Linked DNA regions of Siniperca chuatsi: region 2 is linked to region 1. Evidence: chromatin contacts called from public Hi-C data. All regions are on one chromosome and are shown on one strand. The core of a region is the stretch at or near the end of the contact, and the rest is flanking DNA. Distances in the headings are between cores, read along the strand shown.

Region 1 (6,385 bases), core at 1,009-3,508:
TTTATCATCTCTTAAATAGTGAGAGTGGTGGAGCCCTCTTCCTTGGTTGGGAAGAAATCATGCACTATACTGGGCTGGTCTCTCAATTGTTCACAAAGAAATTGTTAAAAAAAATGCTTTGTATTTTTTAATTATTAAAATAAAACATAAAAAGAAACTTTTTTTTCTATCACCACTGACTAAAGGGCAAAGTGTTAGACCCCCTAACATACCAATAAACAACCATTTGAATATAGTTTTGCTTGTTTCTCATTTTAACTTAACAGACATCTGTCACCATTGTTGCAAAAAAAAAGAAAACAAATAAGAAAAAGAAAAGCAATGCAGCCACATATTATCGCTGAACCAAAGTCACATTTTTAATTCAATTGTTCTTCTAAACTGTCACTTTGCCTCCCATCTCTCCCTCAACCCTTTTTTTTTTCCAACAGTCTTTGGCTGCCTCACAGTCAGTTCAGTATTAACACATTGATATACACAGGGAACGCCACTGGCCGGCGTTCACACACAAGTACCAGTGGTCACCCCCTCCTTCTTCCCTCCATCTCCCAAATAATGATCCCATTCACCCATTTGCTGTCTGTCTTCCCTCCCTCTCACTCTCCCCAATCTCTCCCCCATCTCTCTCACACTTTCTCTGAGGATCAGTGTGTGTAATCTGGACGAGCTAACAGGGTTACACAGCGGGGTAATGACCGCAAGGAGAACAGCATTCCTCTCCTTCACGTTTGTTTGGATCACGCTGGTGTCTGGCCATTTGCCAAGCACAGCTTGCTAGCATGTTAGCTCAAACCCACCCACCCAAACACGCACTCTTAATTCCTCTATCACACACACACACACAAACACCCACACACAAAGTAAATAGGTAGTGTAGACTGATAAAAGCTCCTTTAAGAGTTCAGTGATTGGTTGAAAGGTCCCCCCCCCTCCCCTCCCTTTTGGGCAGAGAGGACTGTCTGAGGAGACATGCAGAGATGCAATTCGGTGTCAAACAAAATAAGTGACCTTGGTGAGCATCTGCTTAACATTAACAAGCATAAGTTCACATGCGCACACTCTTTCTCGAGCTCACACAAACACAGAGACACATGCGTGCACACACATACACTTTAAAAAGCTGCTCGATCGGGGCTCAGCAATTCTCCTCAAGCCTCAGCTCGCTGGTTTCTACGGTAACCGCAGGCTGGGCCGAGGAATTCTGTGATGCTCCATTCCAGTCATGCAGACAGATGAATGGACTGTCTGTTCTGTCTGCTGTCTCTCCCGGATCCAACTGTCTCTCTTGGACAGGGAATGACTAGGGGATGTGGTGGCATAACAGTGACAGCGGGGGGAGTCCGGTGTAGTGGTTACACAGTACTCTTGCAAATTATATTTCGAGTCCACCGAGAGCAGGTTTGAGTCTCCTTTCCAGAGGCATAACGCTGTGTCCTATGAGGACAGGATGCTGAGGCCTGGAGCAGTGGTTACCAATTATTTCCAACGATAAAAAGCTTCCCACTTGTCAAAGCTTAAGCCTTGCTTCCAACTCTTACTTTCTGGCCTGTAATGCTACATTGTGCGTCAATCTCCTAAATCTCTATTTTCTTCCATTCAAATATGGCGTCTGGGAAGTGGCACTCCTCTACAAAGGGCTGAGTGCTTTGGTGAAGTGGAAAATAACAACAAAAAGACAGAGAGGCAATTGCATTCACTGCATGTCTAATCAACTGCAATGTAGCCACATGCTTTGTGGCAATCTATATATTCTCAATTGACTTGTACCAGATTTAAAACTGCTGTTGTTCTTTTATTTACACTCTTACACTTCATAAGCTCTAAAGTTAATTTTATCTGACATACAATAATGAAAATCTTAACAATTGCACCTATAAGAGAATCTGACACTACAAAAACTACAGTAGGAAAATGGTGCTACGCCCATGCAGTAGGAAGGGAGGTTATGGCTGCAATACCCATTTCTTCCTCTAGATGTCAGTGGTGTGCTCCAAGAGAGAGAGAGTAGGGTGGATTGACAATAAAGTGAACGGTGGCTGTCATGTCATGGCAGCTCCAATTTAAAATGTGCCTTCAAAGTGCTCAGAAAAGTGCTTTTTGAACAAGGTCCTTACTGTGAAAACTGCCGCACCGACTCGCTCGTAAAACCACCACAGTGTGAAAGAAGCAAGAACATGACAGGTGAAGGTCCAACCCTGGAATTATTCCCACTATCTGCCTAATACAGGGAAATTCAGGTAAAACAAAAAGTCATGGATACATGAGCACACAGACAGATAGACAGTCACACAGACACTTACACGCAAGGCCAGTCATTGAGTGATGGGCCCGTCTTTTTCTGTGTTTCCCAATATTTTGTCAAATAAAGCGCATTGGGACAGTGGGAATGTGAATGTAGAATCAGGATTTGGACCAATTAAAATATCTGCTTTTTGAAGCCGTTTTCTTCATGTGTTTACAAAGACGGGGCATGAGGTTGAAGTTCAAACCGAGAGAGAGAGAGAGAGAGAGAGAGAGAGAGAGAGAGAGAGAGAGAGAGAGAGCAAACAGGAGACTGGGAGGAGCCTTCCCAGAATGCCAAGGGTGTGAGAGTCCCCATAATCCTTTGCTCCAATTTGATGCCTAGCAGATCTGGTTGGTTGAGATTTGTTTTTTTCCTTTCTTTGCTTAGCATACTGCCTCGACTGAAACTGAATTTGTCTGTGTGCGTGTGTATGAGGGGTTGACACATAGGAATGTGTAAGAACATCCTGTCGGGTGAGTAGTGACACGTGTTTCTTGCTTAAGTCCTCTGTACAGTGGTGAAATAAACAAACATGTGTTCAGGACTCTCTCTCTGCTCCACTTTGACCCAGCCACGGCCTCCAGGTAGGTACAGTAGCTGGGTCAGTTTGCAAAAATGTGCGCCGGCCACCAAAATTCCTAGCACAGTTAGAGGCTAAGGGATTGAGGAGAGTGGTTGTCGGAGGCACTCTGGCCACTGGGTGTTTGTGTGTCTGTTATGCTGGGATTGCTTCACCACTCACACAAACAGTTCACATTCTCCCTGCACTTTACTTCTGAGTCCCTCCCTGAGTCCCTTTAACAGTTACTGGCAACATCTCACTCTTCTTTAGTGTGTTTGTGTGTAGGTTCTCTATAAGGCAAGGAGGGCAGGTCTAGATGATGTGAGACTGTGAGACAAAGGAATAAAGTGGCGAGGAGGGAGAAAGATCATACTGCCAGTTCAGAGGCGCTTAAGTGTTCCCCTGTTCTGCCTTGTGTGTGTCCATTTTTCTAAAAGCAACTGAGGCTCAAAGGTCCTCTTCTTCTCCTAAACATGTAGGTTTCTCCCTGTACATACTGCATCTCACTCAATCTCTCCCAACTTCTCTTCCTACCTCCTGTTCACGTTTCAATTTATCTTCTTCAATTCCTTCCCAAACTTCAAAATCTCTTATTCTGAACCCTTATAACCTCTCTGAATCTCATTATCCGTCCTCTTAGTTATTTTTTTCTCTCTTTCCCTTGATCCCTGGTTCACAGCGTGTGTTGTTCCGTAGGGGGGTGATGGGGGTGCAGGGAGGGCGGCAGCAGGGCTGGGATCGGGGACTGGGGAGTAGGAGGTGGGGAGTGGGGTGGGGACCGATGTTGATGGTGGTGGTGGTGGTGGATAGGAGGGCCGTAGTGTGGGATGACAGGAGGGGTGGCGGGGAGGACGTAGGGAGTCGGGGACGGAGTTGGCGAGGATGAGTAGCCTCCAGCCATGCAGGAGTAGGCAGAGGTTCCTCCCCCGAAGGAGAGTGTAGAGGTGGGGGAGCCGGGGAGGCCATCGGCCAGTGGTTGATTGTAGAAGAAGTACGCGCACTGGTGGATGAAGCTCTCGATGATTGTCTGGTAGGTGCGGGTGGCAGTCAGGGCGTCCATGGTGGTGAAGTCTGGTCTCATCAGTGTGGGCCAGAAACAGATGGACAGGTTCTCACTGGTCATCAGGTTCAACTTGTTGTTCTGGCTCACCCTGGGCAACACAAAGAAACCATGAAGTGAAATTAATTGGCTACAAATCATTACCTAATTTTTAACAAAACATTTCAAAAAAGGGATGCTTCAAATGATCTGCTGCTGATCAAAACCTGATGGTGTCCTCTAAATCTCCTCATCACATAAGCTGATGCTATTATGTAAGCCGAATTATTACAAAGGTTTTTACTCCTAATATGGCATAAAATAGGCTATCGAAACAGCAGGGGTCTCTTTTTTCTAAAATGGTCAGATAGAAGAATCGACTCAGTTGTATACTGTGTACTGTAGGGCTGCAACTAACGATTATTTTCATTATTGATTAATCTTCCAATAATTTTCCTGTCTTGTTTTGTCCAGCCAACAGTTCAAAACCCAAAGATTTTCAGTTTACTATGATATAAAGCAGAGAAGTGTGGAAACATTTTCATGCTGGAGAAACAGTTTAGCATTTTTGCTTAAAAAATACTGAAATGATTATCAAAATTCAATCAATCAATTAATTTCCTGGCAATCGACTAAACGTTGGGACGATCTAATATTTTGCATTTTAAAATTACTTGACAAGAAGAGTCTATAGCCATGCTAGCGGCTCTGTGAGGCTGTATTTGGGCACAGTGGTGCTGTAAGCTCAATGCTAATGCTAACATGCTCTCGATGTTAGCATGCTGATGTTTAGGTGTAATGTTCACCATGTTCATCATCTTAGTTTAGCATGTCAGCATGTTAACATTTGCAAATTAGCACTAAAGACAAAGTACAGCTGTGGCTGATGGGAATGTCATTAGGTTTGCAGGTATTTGGTCATAAACCATAGCATTTAATAAATTGAAATTTTGACCTGATAATGGAGGAAAAGTCAGGGATCACCAAAGTCAGAAGGCTTCATTCTTTGGTGACCATGAATGTCAACCCACATAATAGTTGTTGAGATATTTCAGTCTGGACCAAAGTGGTGGACTGACAGAAAGGACCAACATTACCATTCCCAGAGCAATGTGCTAGTGTGGCTAAAAATGTGTACTGCTTAAGATATCTAAGTGCTATTTTACCCTTGGTGTCTGCGCTTACCCAGTTCAGACTTTTGTTCTGAAAACTGCACTATAAACTACACTATAGTTAATCTATAATAAGGGTTCCCAACATTTTTGGCTTGGGACCCCTTCAGATGAGACAGTAGCTACTTCTGACCCATCATTGAAGGTTATGGCCATAGTGTAGACGTGAGTTGTGAGCAAATCAATCTAAGAATGACTTATCCTTCTTAGACAGTTTTATTTGAAAAAGGTAAAAGTATCTTTTATTTGACGATAGAAAAACTAAAATTGGAGAGAAATATGCATTATCAGATTTATATTGGGAACTCTTGGGGGTTCTGACCCACAGGTTGGGAACCACTGATTTGAATTTAGACTACAAAGTTTTCTTGGCAGTTTTGGAGCACAGAAGTCAACTTGTCATACCTAAGTTGACAGAGTTATTAATACATAAATAAACTGCAACATCCATTACTGTCCACATACAAATAGGGGTTAAATAACCACTGCATTAACACAGATCATGACTCAACCTGAGCAAAACCTCTATTCTGTCTGTGTGCTAGTTTCGGTGATGTCACCGCTAGGTCACCTGACTGGGTGACCGGCGGTGTAGTCAGCACGGCTGTCAGAGGCCGTCTCTGACCCTGTCACTCACTCACTTGTTCAAGTGGCTGATGACATATTTGAAGACCTCGTAATTCTCCTTGGGGAAGCGGCGCAGAATGTCCTTCATCGTCTGGAAGCGCTGCTCCCTATCGTTGATCTCTGAATGGTGGCAGAGAGAGACGAGAGGTTAGAGGAGGGAGGAAAGTGGCTGAGTGGCTGAAAGAAAAGATTAGGGCAATCTGAGGACAAGATGTCAGGGGTGTGAGAGCACAGAAAGATGAGGAGGGATGGCGGGGAGTAAGAGGAGAGTTTGAAGAGCATAGTGAAAGCAATTGGATTCAGCTCTCAAAAAATCTGTGCAGGACACAGTGATTTCATCCTACAACAGTACAAAAAGGACTCCAAACTACAGTTCTCACCAGACAAAGACTACACATTCCAGAGGAGAAACATACCACGATTACACCCATCACAATGTCCTACAGATTACAGCAACTCACACACAAACACACACATACGCTGGGTGTGTTAAGTCTGATGGCAGCGAGGAGTGAGTCAGAAACGCTGACGTCACCAGCTAACACAGTCCATCCTGTGTGAATGTGAGCAAGGCAAAGAGCAGCAGTGAGAACAGCAGATCTTCTCCTCCACATCACAAACATGATTTACAATCACAGAATTTGAGTTTGTATTCCCACAATGAGGTCAGTGTGGATCAAAAACAGATTTGAGGCGTAATG
Region 2 (6,584 bases), core at 741-3,240, 63 kb after region 1:
CAACATTGTTGCCAGGCACAATCACATCTGTTCTATTGCAACACTGATTCCAGCTGTAGGAGAGGAAAAAAAAGAATGTGGTCATGTCATCTTGATTGTAATTAAGTGACTTTATTTTGGTCCATTTGACCTCTTGGCCCCATGCCTCACACACACTACTTCCTTTCACAACTGATCGTCATTTCCCCTTACAAACTCAAACATTTGTCATCCTCGAACAGATTTTAATGTTCCGTTGCTACATAACGGGTAATAGATTTGTTCTGCGTTCACCCGAGGACTCCTACCTAAAACCTTATTGAGCAGCACAGAGGCAAAATATGTCATTCCTTTCCTGAGAAACTCAATCATCTCAAAGGTTAGTTCTAATTATATGTGTTGTGCCATGAGTCATCCACTTGGTGAAAGAGTTACTATGAAGTTGTCTGTCCTTTGATGATTTCAGCCACTAAATGATCAAAAATGTAAGCTTCTGAAGTAGATCTCAGCCCCCTCGCCCAAGACAATGCTTCCACATACTTAGAGAAATGTCTGCAATGTTGTACAAGACAAATGCCTTTTACGTTTTTTACGTTACAGTCAAGGTAAAAGCTGTTACAGTATTCAACCTCCTGGGCTGCAAAACCAAAACATAAGAAATAATCATTTAGAGTATAGAAGTACTGTTATTCCTACATTAAAAAAGTGTATAAAGGGCACTATGTGTGCTTTGACAGTTTGAAATGTGGCCCACCATTAAATACACAGTCAAGCAGGGTTCAAGGTGCTCTGCCCTCCGTTTGAATAAGTCCACAAGCTTCTGTCCAATCACATTAGTCACTGTGTTCTCAGCAATATTTGCATGACCCCAATCACACAGAGCAAGATTAGCTTGGGTCAAAGTTTCTGTTGAATAATCTGCCTATGTTTTACATCTCTTTCTCCTACCACTGTTTTTTCAGCGTGGGCCAGGTCTCATCATAAAACTTTTGTTCATTTAACTATTATATTATAACACATATGTTTATTTGTGCTATTTAATTCTTATACAAAGATTACCACATTATTTGTGCTTTTATTACACTGGACACACCAGTATCAAACACAGCTGTAAAAGGAAAAACTCTACATTTATCATTTACTCACTGATTCCCTTTCATTTTAATTCTTTTCCCCATCCCACCTCAACCCTCTCTGTATCTGCAGCTGAAATATTTCTGGGTCCCAAGGGCAAGCACATTCCTTCACTCACAGTTGTGCAATCCCTGACAATCACAGTTCCCCCATCCCCCTCTGACTCCCTAAATGCCCAGAATGCTCAGAGAGGCAAGCTGTCCAAGCTGTCTGGGCGATGTTCTGCGGTAAATTGGCTGCCCAACCAGACCAGTAAACAAACTCTGAGCCCTGACTCTGCAGAAAACAACCACAAATGATGTAACCTCAAGAGGGTGGAAGTATACATTGCTACTTTTTCATTCTGTATTGTGTATGCAACTTATGCATAAGTGTATCACAAATGTGGTACACACAACCACACACACACGCACACACACAATTATGAAGTGGCTGAAATACTACTTATATAAATTTAAAAACAAAGATGTAATATTTATGTATATTTTTTTACATTTGATATGGTAAAATACTCTAACGGTTTGTTTCATATAAGAAATATTGATGATAGTATTTTCAATTTAATTTAAATAAAATCTTTAGTTTCGTTAAAAACATATGGAATAAGTCTGACTGAGTGATATTAAGTGTCACATTAAAATGTTTTTAACGTTTATCATCCTTATCTTTCTTCATAGTTTGTTTAAATTCATATTTAGGTAACTACACACTAAAATATTTCTGCTAGAGAAAAACAGTACACGGCCTCCACCACGCTCATGTGATCCAAAGTACGCCTCAACAAGCGACACCACGAAGGGACGCTGGTTCTTGTAGTGCCATATTACCTTCCATGGGTTCTAAATATGGCGATACAAACTACATTCTCCACCATGCAACGCAACTTAGCGTAGTTTTGCACTTCCTGTTAGCTCGGGAAAGATAGCGGACGAGCGGTCGAAAAAAATACTGATGCATTTATGTAAAATCGTAGCATAATTGTTCAGGAACGTGCTATTCTGGAGCTCGTGAGGTCCATATTTAGGAGACGACAATGGTAAATATGTCACACACGAACACTGTTGTATTTTCTTCTCATAATGTTAGCGCATTACCGCTAGCTTGCTAGCATTTCAGAGTTCGCAGGATAACCTCTTCATTCAGTCTGTAGAAAACGTTAGCTTGTTAGTTAGCTCACTTACTATAGCACTCTAAGGCCACAGATTTGAAGTCACGATATTTTACCACAGACCAACTACTACTGAGCTCAAATAGATTGCCTGGCAATAATTTTGACTTTGTCAATCATGTTGTAAAAATAAATGGGTGTGGTTCACCTAACGTTAGCTAATGCTAACGCTACCAGTATTTATCTAACGTTACAGACGTGGGACACATTAAAGGAAAAACCTGAATAAAAGAATGGAGAAACATCAAATGCAGAGCTCAACCCAGTTGAACACCTATGGTAGATTTTGGACCACCGTGTAAGACAATGCTCTCCACCATCATCACCATAAATCTCAGATGATACAATATAAACTTTTATCTTCAAATCTATTTATGGATGTCTGTGAGTGTCTCTGATGCTATATGTCCTTGTGTTATGTCTCGCTATCCTTGTTTGTCTTTCTATCTGCTGTACTCAGGTCTCTCTTGCAAAAGAGATCTGGACTCAATGATATTACCTGATTCAATAAAGGTGGCATATATATATCTATATATATATAATTATATATATATATATATATATATATATATATATATGAGGGAATATCTTGTGGAGGAATGGTGTTCATCCCTCTAATAGAGTTCCACAGACTTGGCAAGGAGCACTGAAGCTGTTCTGGAGGCTCGTGGTGGCCTGCGTCCATACTAAGATACTTCATGTTGGTTTTTCCTTTTAATTTGTCAAGATTAAGATGTTGCTAGATATTAAGGACTTCTAACATTGAATTACAAATGAGTGACAGCTAAAAGCCAACAAAGTAACGTTAGATTGTTGTGTCTGATCTATGAATTGTCTGTGTCTCAAATCACTTTGACACCAAAGACAAGTTTTTCAGTAGACTATTCTGTTGTAACCTAATTTTTGTCTCTTCTCATTGTATCGCATAGATCCGCTTCATCCTCATCCAGAACCGAGCAGGGAAGACACGACTCGCCAAATGGTACATGCAGTTTGATGATGATGAAAAACAGAAGTTGATTGAGGAAGTGCATGCTGTGGTAACTGTCAGGGATGCCAAGCACACCAACTTTGTGGAGGTATGGGATTAGTCAGTATTATATGTATGCATTCATGGTTGTATGGTTCTTTTTTCCTGGGTGGTTCTGTGACATGCTCCATTATGTTACTTTGTTCAGCTGAACCAGAACGTTTTTCTAAATCCTATCAAGGACCACAGTATAATGACTGAAACCACACTGTCCTTAAAAATCTCGTGGCTACTTTACAGTAAAATTGGGTGACTCATGTGTCCCACATTGCAAGCTTTTTCCACTAGCTACTTTAACAAATCACAAGTCAATTTTCTAAAGCAATTTGTAAAAGAAGCATTTCAATCAATGGGTGACATTCTAGAGAAATACACTGTCAAGAAAGAAGAATCCTGGTCTTCTGATATGTTTTAAAATGCATTTTGTTCTAAGGTTATTAGAAATATATACTGGGTGTGTTTTTACCTTTAAAGCTGGGAGGTTTAAGTCCAAGTAAAGCTGCTGTTTTTGTCATAATATGAGAGACACAGTTGTTAAGAGGCTTTATCTGTGTTGTTCTCACAGTTCAGGAACTTCAAGATCATTTATCGGCGTTATGCTGGTTTATACTTCTGTATTTGCGTGGACGTGACTGATAACAACTTGGCATACCTCGAGGGAATCCACAACTTTGTAGAGGTAACTGACACACACAACACATGATATATAGACTTAGTAAGTGAACTATGATGATTTGCTTCTCGTGGTCTGATTGTTTTCAGGAATGTCCGTTAATGATTTCCTTCAAAATTTCCCTTCCTCTTCTGTCTTGCAGCTCCTTAATATCAAACCTGCATTCTTGTGGGAAGTATGGACTGCAGTCAAATGACATTAGTGGAAGAAATTAATTGTTTATTATTCAGTACTCACGTTTATGGGTGATACTCCTTTATATTAAGAGGCATATAAGGTATTCTCCACACTAACTGTATGATTTTGCAATGGTATCACCATGATAAATATGACATAATGTTTTGTCTTCAACAGAATATGGATTATCAGATTGTTGCAAGCAAAACAAATGAGTCACAGTTGAACCGTTTAGCATGACAGTCAGTACAAATTCCGAAACACACTACAATAAGTTTCCATCAAATCAAATTCATTTTACATTCTTATGTTCAGGGTGTGTCATTATTGACTTTGATCAATGTTAGATAACACCAGGTCAAGTGATGCTGGAAATAAGCCTTCAGCAATAAAATAACAAATTGATCATTAATTACGAACTGAGTCTGATATCAACTGACTGCACAGACATCACACAAACACTGAAGTGGCTAATAACAGGATGCTCAAAAAGATAGATGTTGCCAATAGTAATGATACAGTCATTTCAGAGTTGGGAGCTAATACTTTTATAATCTGCAAGCATTTTGGTGAGATAAAGACTTTGCAGTTTCCTAATAATGTCTGTGCCCTCCTTTAGCACGGTAACCTCCCGTCAGTGCTCATGTTGGCCTGTAAAGTGCTACTGCAGCAAAAACGGCAAACTAAATACATTTCAGTATTTTTTGCTACTCATCATTTCAGATGTTGCTTGACAGCAGATCAACCAATAATTTAATTTGATTCTGGGTGTTTTTTTCTATTTTACTAGTAGTAGGTATTGCCTTATTAAAAGTGGTTTGCAAAAGTCTGTTCATCAGTGTATGGCAAAAACAAGGACTAGTCCTAGTGTATTTATAATACTCCTGTGCAATATACTCTGTTTTCAGTTTAATATTCCCTGTTTATTGATATTTATTAATACTTATATTACTGCTGTGCAACATCCACCATCTAATAAGCTGGTTAATCTGCTACACTTAACTTGACAGTACTCATTATTGCACTATTACTTATATTATTATATTGTATTATACCGTACTATACTTACCAACCTGTAAATCCACTTTTGTACTTTACACTTATTTTAGCTTTTATACTTTATATCCACTTTTGTACTTAATTTATCTTACCTGTATTATATTGTATTATATTTTGATTTGCACATCTCTTATTTCTTGCTAGAAATAATTGTCTCGTTGCAGACCTATTTATTATTATTTCTATTTTTATTCTATTAGTATCGTAGAAAAGGTTTCAGTCGTAGTCATCTGGACACTGTTTTCAGAATCAAGACGTTTCTGAAAACAGTGTCCAGATGACTACGACTGAAACCTTTTCTACGATAGAACACTCCTGGACGAATGAGGGACTACACCGTCTTATTCTATTAGTAGTTCTATTCCTGTGTGCATTGACGTGATAGTGAGCAGCTGTAACGAAAGAGTTTCCCCTCGGGGATCAATAAAGTATTTCTGATTCTGATCTGATTTAGTTGCAAAAGCTTAATTATTTCAGTTCATAGATTAAATATTTTCTTCAGACTGTAGCCTACTTAAAGGAGTGTAAATATAGCTCATTGAAGTGAATCAGTCAAGCTACTTTCACAAGTATATTACGAGAAAAGTGTTTCTGTAATTTTTTTTATCTTGAATTAAACATTTATAACAAGCAAATAAATTAAAGTTAGATGACATGTGACATATTTTGACCCAGGACATTTTTTATATGGTTCCCTGAGTGAACTGAGTCACAAGGCTAAATATGTTCAATGTGGATTAGTAGGAATGTCAGCTCCAAAGACCTATGACCGTATGGTTTTGATGAAAAATGAGACTTCCAGGACTCCATTCAGATGCTGTGTGACCTGGAATGCAGGACACATCGGCCTGTATTGATCACTGCGTCTGTCATAATTTGTTCTTAACGTAACTGCAGTGTATCATTACCTGTCACCATATTATACTGCGTGTGAGACGTAATATCATCGTGCTGGCATTTGCGTCTGTAGCAGAGGTTTTCAAACAGCATAAATCCAAGATAGAGATTTCATACTTACAGAGCAGGTTTCCCCTATGGAGCTGATTTTGGAGCTCCTTGCTGCATGAAATTTGTACACCACCCAGACAACTATGGTGAGACAGAAATGTCTGAAAAATTTCATTACAGAAATGTAGAATCTATATTTTGGAATAAGTCTCTTTATCAGGCAGTAGTTGAATGTACAGTGTAACAAAAATCATGCTGCCTTCAAAGACCTTTAATGCCAGCAGTCCATATTGGATAGCTGGTGTCATTTTTAAAATGATGGATATCTCATTTGAAATAGAACTCCTTAGTTAGCTAATTAGTGTATTATTTAATCAATGACTTAATCAGCATAATTTGTTATGTTATTATAGATC

What was found. A called contact is a pair of places that touch in the nucleus more often than the background predicts.
Region 2: a contact with region 1 is called in a Hi-C map of liver, with 4 times the contacts expected there. The contact joins the promoter of ap2s1 here to the enhancer-like site in region 1. A contact is called at or near these places in 3 of 3 Hi-C or Micro-C datasets (liver, skeletal muscle and an unstated tissue).

Annotation. Positions count from the first base shown.
Region 1 is chrLG7:18,415,258-18,421,642 of ASM2008510v1, forward strand. It overlaps arhgap35a (rho GTPase-activating protein 35), which reads right to left. Exons shown (of 9, transcript XM_044203999.1): 8 at 5,699-5,804; 9 at 1-3,997. The coding sequence ends at 3,520. Among protein-coding and RNA genes, the nearest start is that of LOC122878980, 7.0 kb to the left of the region's middle. Within about 2 kb of position 2,259, the one cell type or tissue checked has an H3K27ac peak away from gene starts, as active enhancers do. A contact at or near this core is called in liver, where this site is marked.
Region 2 is chrLG7:18,478,655-18,485,238 of ASM2008510v1, forward strand. It overlaps ap2s1 (AP-2 complex subunit sigma), which reads left to right and starts at 1,991. Exons shown (of 5, transcript XM_044204002.1): 1 at 1,991-2,149; 2 at 3,211-3,360; 3 at 3,877-3,990. The coding sequence starts at 2,147.